Regions from separate parts of the Mus musculus genome. Here region 1 is linked to region 2. A link is a contact called in public HiChIP or PLAC-seq data. All regions are on one chromosome and are shown on one strand. Each heading gives the region's core, a stretch centred on a gene start, on an enhancer-like site or on the middle of the called end of the contact. The rest is flanking DNA. Distances are from core to core; before and after follow the strand shown.

What was found. HiChIP or PLAC-seq counts read pairs in DNA pulled down with a chosen protein or histone mark.
Region 1: a contact with region 2 is called in an H3K27ac HiChIP or PLAC-seq map of extraembryonic endoderm stem cells. The contact joins two enhancer-like sites. A contact is called at or near these places in 6 of 484 Hi-C or Micro-C datasets (bone marrow-derived dendritic cells, bone marrow-derived macrophages, cortical neurons and 3 more) and 5 of 115 datasets of contacts at active chromatin or transcription factors (CD8 T cells, bone marrow-derived macrophages, embryonic stem cells and 2 more).

Annotation. Positions count from the first base shown.
Region 1 is chr10:17,695,014-17,698,941 of GRCm38.p6, forward strand. No RefSeq gene overlaps it. Among named protein-coding and RNA genes, the nearest start is that of Gm32543, 16 kb to the left of the region's middle. Within about 2 kb of position 2,633, at least 43 of the 459 cell types and tissues checked have an H3K27ac peak or open chromatin away from gene starts, as enhancers often do. A contact at or near this core is called in extraembryonic endoderm stem cells, where this site is marked.
Region 2 is chr10:17,590,745-17,594,758 of GRCm38.p6, forward strand. The region is part of intron 3 of Gm32543 (a long non-coding RNA gene); the gene reads right to left. Among named protein-coding and RNA genes, the nearest start is that of Gm32656, 67 kb to the right of the region's middle. Within about 2 kb of position 1,842, at least 9 of the 459 cell types and tissues checked have an H3K27ac peak or open chromatin away from gene starts, as enhancers often do. A contact at or near this core is called in extraembryonic endoderm stem cells, where this site is marked.

The DNA.
Region 1 (3,928 bases), core at 1,383-3,882, 110 kb after region 2:
CTCATCTGCTACAGATGATCCATCAACCGTGAGGATGGCCTTCCTAGGCACCGGGGGATTCTGATCGAATTCTGAGCATTCTCTGCCCCATCATGCTTCGGTACAGGTTAGATATCTGGAATCTCATGTCCTCAGGGCCAGGTTTGCTTATTAGGAAATACAATAAACTAGTCCTGTGATTTGGTTGGGAAAGTTAAGAGAATACTACTTATTCGATTGCCTCCTATAGGCACACCCAGATTGCTGCCAGGACTTCCTGGAGGCGATGGGCCATTCTTTCATGGACATGTCTAAGGGTCATTCCAGGACTGAAGATACCAGCTTAGGCTATAGAGAAAATAGCATCATGTCAGGCAGTATTCAGCCTTAGCCTCTGGATGCACATGGCTAGAAGGATGCATAATGGGAGAAGAGAGATGGCAAGAGAAGGTGGGGCCTCCTCGGTATGCATGTTCCTTAACAGCATGTAGATGGTCTCACAAGAAAATCCCAGCCAGTCTTCTACTTCCACCTCTGTGCACATTATCTACAACCACCATTTGTCTCACAGTGCACACAACAAATATGGATGGATGCCTTATAGACACAACCTTTCAGAACCTAAGCACCAGAAACACTGGTTTCTCATGTGAGCTCTCATCCCAAGACATGGGGAGTCGAGTTGTGCAACCAATCTCATATGGCTAAGAGTCTCTTTTGTTTGGCAGCCAGGTAAAACAGGACCGTCTCCTTTAAGCAACACACCTTCCCTTACATACCCTTCATACACGGAATACCTTCTGAAGCAGCTGAAAATCCCTTTCGCAGAATAGAGACAAGAACAATCTGTTTTTGTACAAACCTATCATATCTCTCTCCCTCCAACCATTCTAGCAAATCCCCTTTCCCTTCTCAGTCAGACCTCTTCTCAAAACTTCCACATTCCACATTCCCAGGAAGGCTTTTCCTACAAAGGATCTCCTCTGAATCAAAATGGGTGCAGTCCAAAGGTTATGGCAAAGACCAGTTCAGCTAACTGCCAGGGAAGTCTCAGCTGGATGACTGACCTTTCTTTCCTCTGTGTTTTTTTTTCTTTCTGAGTTGTCATGTCTCTCCCGGTGAAGTGACAAACATGACGTAGAAATTGCTTTTAGCCTTGTGTTTTCAGCCTTTCAGATGACTCCACTCAACAAGTTGGAAATCATTATCATACACAAATGCATATGCTAGTCGGTGACTTGGAAGTGCCATGGTGAAATGAATAAGCAATTACTGGCAAACATCAGGGTATGGCACTTCAATGAGGTCATCACAGAATCGCTAGCAATTATGTTTACAAACTTAAGATGAGAGGTGTGTGGTGTGTGTGTGTGTGTGTGTGTGTGTGTGTGTAGACTGAGAAAAAAATGAGCATGTTTTTAAAACAGAAAGCTAGGAAAAGTCTAACAAAATTCAATATCTAAAATCCAGAAACATATTACAATCTTATGAACACACACATCACAGATGGTGGGGAAAAAAAATACTTCAAAAAAACCTTACATGAACATTAGTCAAATGGTATCCCTCAGATGCATAAGACTGATAGAAACCACGCAGAAGAAGATCTTAAATAGTTGTGACTATTGTGACGTTCAGGCTTTGTCTAGCTTGTGGTTGGCCAATTAAGGAGCTACATTCTGAAATCACCTTCTTCTGGTAGACTCATGAGTGATTAGAAGGCTTTTCCCAGTAGTAATTACCAATGGTCTAGTGTGAACCCAGAGATGCATACCTCACTGGATTCCAAAGAGGTTGGTCTTACCCCATTGCTATTTTTAGTAGCGACTTTGATGATGGGAAAGAATATGATTATTAAGTTCAGTAATGACATCAAACTGGGTGTGGTACATCCCACTTTGGAAAACTGGATAGAAGTGCAAATGATCTTGATAAGTCAGAGAGGTGGGTGGACGTAAACATACTGAAGCTCTACAGAGTAACTCACATGGGAAAAAAAACAAACCACACAATTGCAGGATTCACTCTGTGATGTCATGAGGAAAATGGTCTGGCGGTCATAGCCAGCATAGGCTACTTACTAATGTCCGGTTTTATCTTTAAAGGCAAATTCAATTTAGGAAACAAAAAGCAGGTTGTCTTTTCTGGGTGCTGAGTGTAGCTCATGTCAGTACCATAATAACAAAACTCTATAGTGTCTTTAAGCTCACGTTTTAAAGTAGAACAATTGATGGTATAGCGAGCAGTTTAAAAAACATCAATTTGTTGATTGATTATATGTTTGAGGAACCACTAAGATCACAAATTGATTTGATTTGTGAACTGCAGAAGAGAACTGAACGTGGGCAAGTCAGGCAAAAGGTGGACTGGCGAGAGGGAGACGAGTCTCACTGACACAGAACAGCTGTACAGCAAAGCTGGAGAAAGCAGAGGACGGTCAGAATCCAGACTGGGGACAGCTCCGTGGACAGACAGGAAACCAGAACAAACACAGTAATGCAAAACTACAGAATCTGAGCTTCTTGTTTGTCTGGTTTAACCCACCCCCAGCCCCACCCATTTTTATTTATAAAGGGAGGTAACAGGAAGAAGGCACAGGGAAGGAACGTCTACCAGTGCTTGGAACCTTTGTTTCCCACAGAGCATCTAGTAAAAAGTTGATTGAGCTTCAAGGCCCACATGTGCTTCCCCAGGCTGACCCAGTATCACTGTCTGATAGTTTGCTATTTCAAAATGATGTTAGCAGGTTACGTGGAGTTGTGAAGAAAATCCAAAACCCCAAAACCTTTGCCTCTGGAAGGTGGGGTAGAGTCTGTTCCTCCCACCTTCACCCCACCCCTCCACCCCACCTCCCAGGCTCTGGGGAAAGGCTCCTAGGAGCCACGACTGGAATGCATACAATGTCCTTCCAACTCCCCAGGACTTCACACCTTCAAGGCTGGATACAGAATTGGGCCACCTCCCAAGGGCTTGTCTAACCTCCCTTTGTCACAGCCTTTTCTCCTTCTTAGGAACGAAGAGCATTTGTTTACTATCAGTGGCATTCTCTTGACACATAGTCACACAGAGCATTGTGACATCTCAGACACAGTTGAGTCACCCTTTGTCGTTTACTTCTCTTCTGTACTGCATTCCCAAGTCATATGCTCTCTGAAGAAGGGGATCATGTGTTAAACTGTTTGTATCCTCCTACAGAACCCAATGCAAGAAGCACTGTGCTTGTGACAGGGAGTAAGTTAACCCTGCTGAACAAATGCATGCATGCCTGCATAAATGCATGCATGAATGAATGAATGAATGAATGAGTGACTGAGTGAGTGAGTGAGTTAATAGATAGGTGAAGGAAAATGTTGAAAGAAGGACAGTCTTCAAGAAATGTTGTTTCTTTTCTTCTTCTTGAGACAGGGTCTTTGTTACAGTGTAGCTCTGGCTGTCCTATGTAGCTAGACCAGGCTCTCCTTAATTCAGAGATCCACCTTCCTCTGCTTCCCTCCTGAGTGCTGGGATTAAAGACAGGTACCATTAGGCCAGGGAAATGTAGAGTTCTTGTGTAGTTTTTGTTTGTTTGTTCATTTGTTTTTCAACTGTTCTGAAGAGAGACTCGAGTGAGAAAGCAAAAGCCAATTAAGAAACCACTAACGCTTTACTAATTCATGCTCTCTGTTTGTGTTATGTTGTTTTTACATGTTTTTCATGTAGCCCAGGATGCCCTTGAACCCTCCAGAGTGACCCTGAACTCACAATCCTGGTGCCTGTACCTGCCAAGGCCTGAGATTACAGCCCTTGCTACTTGCATTATTATTTTATAAATGAATTCTTAGTAGGAATGTCAGATGTCAGTATATGAAACTCAATTAAAAATCCACAATGGTTCTTATACATATATATAAAGAACCACTGATAAATATGTATGTATATTTATATGCATGTATATATATATGTGTGTGTG
Region 2 (4,014 bases), core at 592-3,091:
ATCCTTCTCAAAATTGCCTTCCCAGCCAGCAGCATATTCTTTTGAATATCCTAAGGAGTGACAAATCTTCACCCTTTGCGGAATAACATTTTTTTGCATTGGTTTGTTTTATTTGTTTTAAGGCAAAAAGAAAAACTCATTTGGGGGCCAAGCCTAGATAAGGTTAAATTGAGTAAAATTATTGAAAACATAATTAAATGCCAGATACCACATTAAGAATTCTCTACAAATCACTCTAGTGTAATTCTCACCACAGATCTATAATATTAGTATTATGCTATATTTAAAATTTCCTTAACAATTACAAAATTAACATTTATCAATGAAGTATATTAAGGTTGATATTGATGACCTCACTGAATACTTCCTTATTGCAAAATAATTACTTTCACTGAAGGCCATTTGGAAAGCTCTAGAAGAGTAGAAAGTAAGCCTTCTTAGGCTTTCGGCACACAAATGTAATCCTTGATTATCTCCCTGGTTCATCTCTTGTAAGTACCAACATATAATTTTCCACCAAAATTAATCGGTGTATACAACTTTTACATATTTATATAAATTTATATAGAATTTTTCACTACATTTTATAGCCTGAACCATCTTTCATGTCATTGAGTTCATCTATGAAATCTTTTCTCACTGCTTGGTATTCTTGTACATAATTATAACAGCATCTACCTAAGAATTTACAAACAAAGCAAAACAAAAAACAAAACAAAAAAATTTAGCCAGGCAGTGGTGACTTTTAATCCCAGAAGTTATGAGACAACAGCAAATCTCTAATTTTGAAGATATCTTGGTCTATAGATCAAGTTTTAGGATAGCCAGGACTATACAGAAAAACCCTGTCTCAAGGAGGAGAAGGAAGAGAAGGAAAAGAAGAGGAAGAAAAAGGAGGAGGAGGGAGAGGAGGAGGAAGAGAAGAAGAATTTCCACATTTTAATACTACAAGGGCCCATTCTTCATAGATAAATCTTTTCCTAGAGTTATGGCTCCAGGACATATGTGTCCTGTTAGAATTTTCTTGTCCTATACTTAAAATTTAACACAGGCTGAAGTTGTCCCAGGTCTTTGACTTTCTAAAACTATGATTCTACTCCCCCCCCCCCAATATTATCAACTAATTTTGAAGGAATCATCTGTGAAAGAAGGGACCTGCACAAGTACAAGCAGAACTATGACTGAAGAATGTTGGTGGGTTGGTGGGTTGGTGGGTTGGTTGTTGGTTGGTTGGTTGGTTGGTTGGTTGGTTGGTTGATTGGTTGGTGGATTGGTTGGTTGGTGGATTGGTGGGTTGGTGGGTTGGTTGGTGGGTGGGTGGGTTGGTTTGTTGGTTGGTTGGTTGATTTTTGTCTTGGTTTTTTGAGAAAGGATTTCTCTGTGTAACAGCCCTGGCTGTCCGGGAATTCACTGTGTAGCCAGGGTGGTCTCCAACTCAAATAGTGAGGTTAAAGGCAGGTGCCACTATCATCGGCCCAAATGATTTTGAGAAAGGAGTGTATAACAGCTTCAGAAGTCATTTCCATAAAGCACTCTAAGGAATTGAGTTCAGTTCTGTGTTTGTGTTTAGCTGTTCTTAAAGCACTCACCTCGCTTCATTGGCACATTCTTAGAAGACAGAAACTCTGGACTTAATGAGTTTATAGGATAGTGACTATCTTGGCCTAAGCACTGAGCTTCTTATTGAATTACCAAAAAGTCGAATCTCTCCAGCCATTTCTACAATCTACTTGGAAAAAAGCTTGGTTACAAATTTAGGCCAGCCACCCTCAAGTGAAGAGCCCACACCCACATGTTTAGAATACCAAAGGACTAACAGATAGCCCAGTCTTTAAGGCTGGCTATGTTCTGATAACAGGACTGGGGTGGGGGGCTGCATTTTCCACCCAAAGTTCTTCTGGCTCGCTGTAAATGTATGACCTGTTCTAGAAGAACGAAACAAGAATAGCAGCTCTCCTAGACAGAAAACCCAACTGGTTGAGAGTGTCAAACCTATGAATAGGAGGAAGACGTTGTTTTCAAAGTGTCTTTTAGTAGAGGCACTTTACAAACATTTCTAAGTTGTCTTGAATTTCTTGGCTCTAAGCATGCTCCTCTTTGTGGGCAGGGGAACAAATGGAAAGGTAAAATTTGAAAGGTTGGGGTTAATAGGAACAGTGCCTCAAGCTATCAGAGGTTTGGTAAAGACATGCTCGAGGTCTTTGCGCAGCTCCTGGCTTTCTCTCGTGCTTTGTTTGTTTGTTTGTTTGTTTTGTTTGTGTGTTTGTTTTGAGACAGGGTTTCTCTGTGTAGCTCTTGCTGTCCTGGAACTCACTTTGTAGACCAGGCTGGCCTTGAACTCAGAAATCCACCTGCCTCTGCCTCCCAAATTCTGGGATTAAAGGCGTGCACCACCACTGCCTGGCCTGCTCTGGTTTTTTTTTTTGTTGTTGTTGTTTGTTTGTTTTTTTATCAACTGGCCAGCAAGCAGTCCTGCATGCTACCTGCCCCACCTCCTCAGTGTTTCTCCAGTTTCACAGAACTCTGGACTCTTGTCAGATGTCCGGACACACTCCTGCTTCTCCCAGGAAACCAGGACTTAAGATCTCTGCTTTTTCTTCTCATGTGCCCTCCCATCACTTTGGTATAAGCACCTGTCTTCTAGAGACTTGTTTCTGTTTCTGCTTCTTGTTTCGTTTCAGACCCAGAGACAAGGGCCCAAGGTGCCTATTTTATATTCCAAAGCAGATCTGGTCTACAGGTTCTCCTAGCATCTTAGTCCTTGCTTGGCATACTAAGTCCCCAATCCTGAACTTTCCAGTCCAGGAGCTGGGCTGCCCTTCCCCACAGAGACTCTTCCCTATACAATCCAGACATTTTGCTCTCTTTCACTCTCTTTCTCTCCCTCCCTCCTTCCCTTCCTCCCTCTTCTTCTCTTTCTCTCTCTGCCCATCAAGCCCTTTCTCTCTTTCTACCCATTACCCCATGATGGTGACTTCCCTAGTTGCCATCCCTGGGGTCAGGGAACTCACCCAAGAGCAGCTTTCCAATAAACCTGCCTTTAATATATTTTAATCGGGTTTGAATTGGCTCATTTCACTGGCGATGGAGAAATGACTTACCTCTTCTGTTCCTTAACACACAATAATCTGAGTGCTTCAAATTCTTCAGAGTTTTGTTTCGCTTTGTTTTAATCTCAGAAATTCATTTTCCTCACCATGGTGTTTGAGGCTGAGGCCCTGCCCTTCTCTTTGCCTTCAACTTCTACCAATTGCTCACAACAGATCCCACCACTCCAGCCCCAACCCCATCCTGGAACACTCTCCACTCCCCTAGGCCTTAAGCTCGATGCCAGAGCTCCAAAGCACGTTCCTGGGGTTAGCCTCAGCTCCCTCTCACACCACATTATTGTCTATTTATCACTTGCACCAGGGACAACAGCTTCTATTATCTCTGTTTGTTGTTTACTGTAATATAGGCTGTAAAAGAAATTTACCTCTAATATACACAGTATTTCACCTGTGCCAAGCTCACAAAGAATATTTAATAAAAATGTGCCAAAATGGTTGGTTGGTTGGTTGGTTGGTTGGTTGGTTGGTTGGTTGGTTGGTTGATTTTTGAGACTGAATCTCATTATAGCCCAGGCTAGCCTGAACTCCTGTATAACTCTTTACTGTTATGAATGTTGACACTGTATTAAGTTAGGTTCACCTACTATATACCTTTCTGCAAGTTGCAAATTGGGTGTTTTGCTTGTTGCACCAACTTTCCTGAATTAGTGACCAAAAAGAACCAATTAAGCTGCTAGGGAGTCTTTCCTATGCGAGTAGCAAGAAAAGGTGCTAATAATAGAACAGAACATATGTTATAAAGTTAATATTTTATTATTCTTGTCCTTGTTCTCTCTCTCTTTTGAAGATTTGTTTATTTATTTTATGTATGTGAGTACACTGTATCTGTACAGATGGTTGTGAGCCTGCATGTGGTTGTAGGGAATTGAATTTTTAGGACCTCTGCTCGCTCGAGTCCATCCTA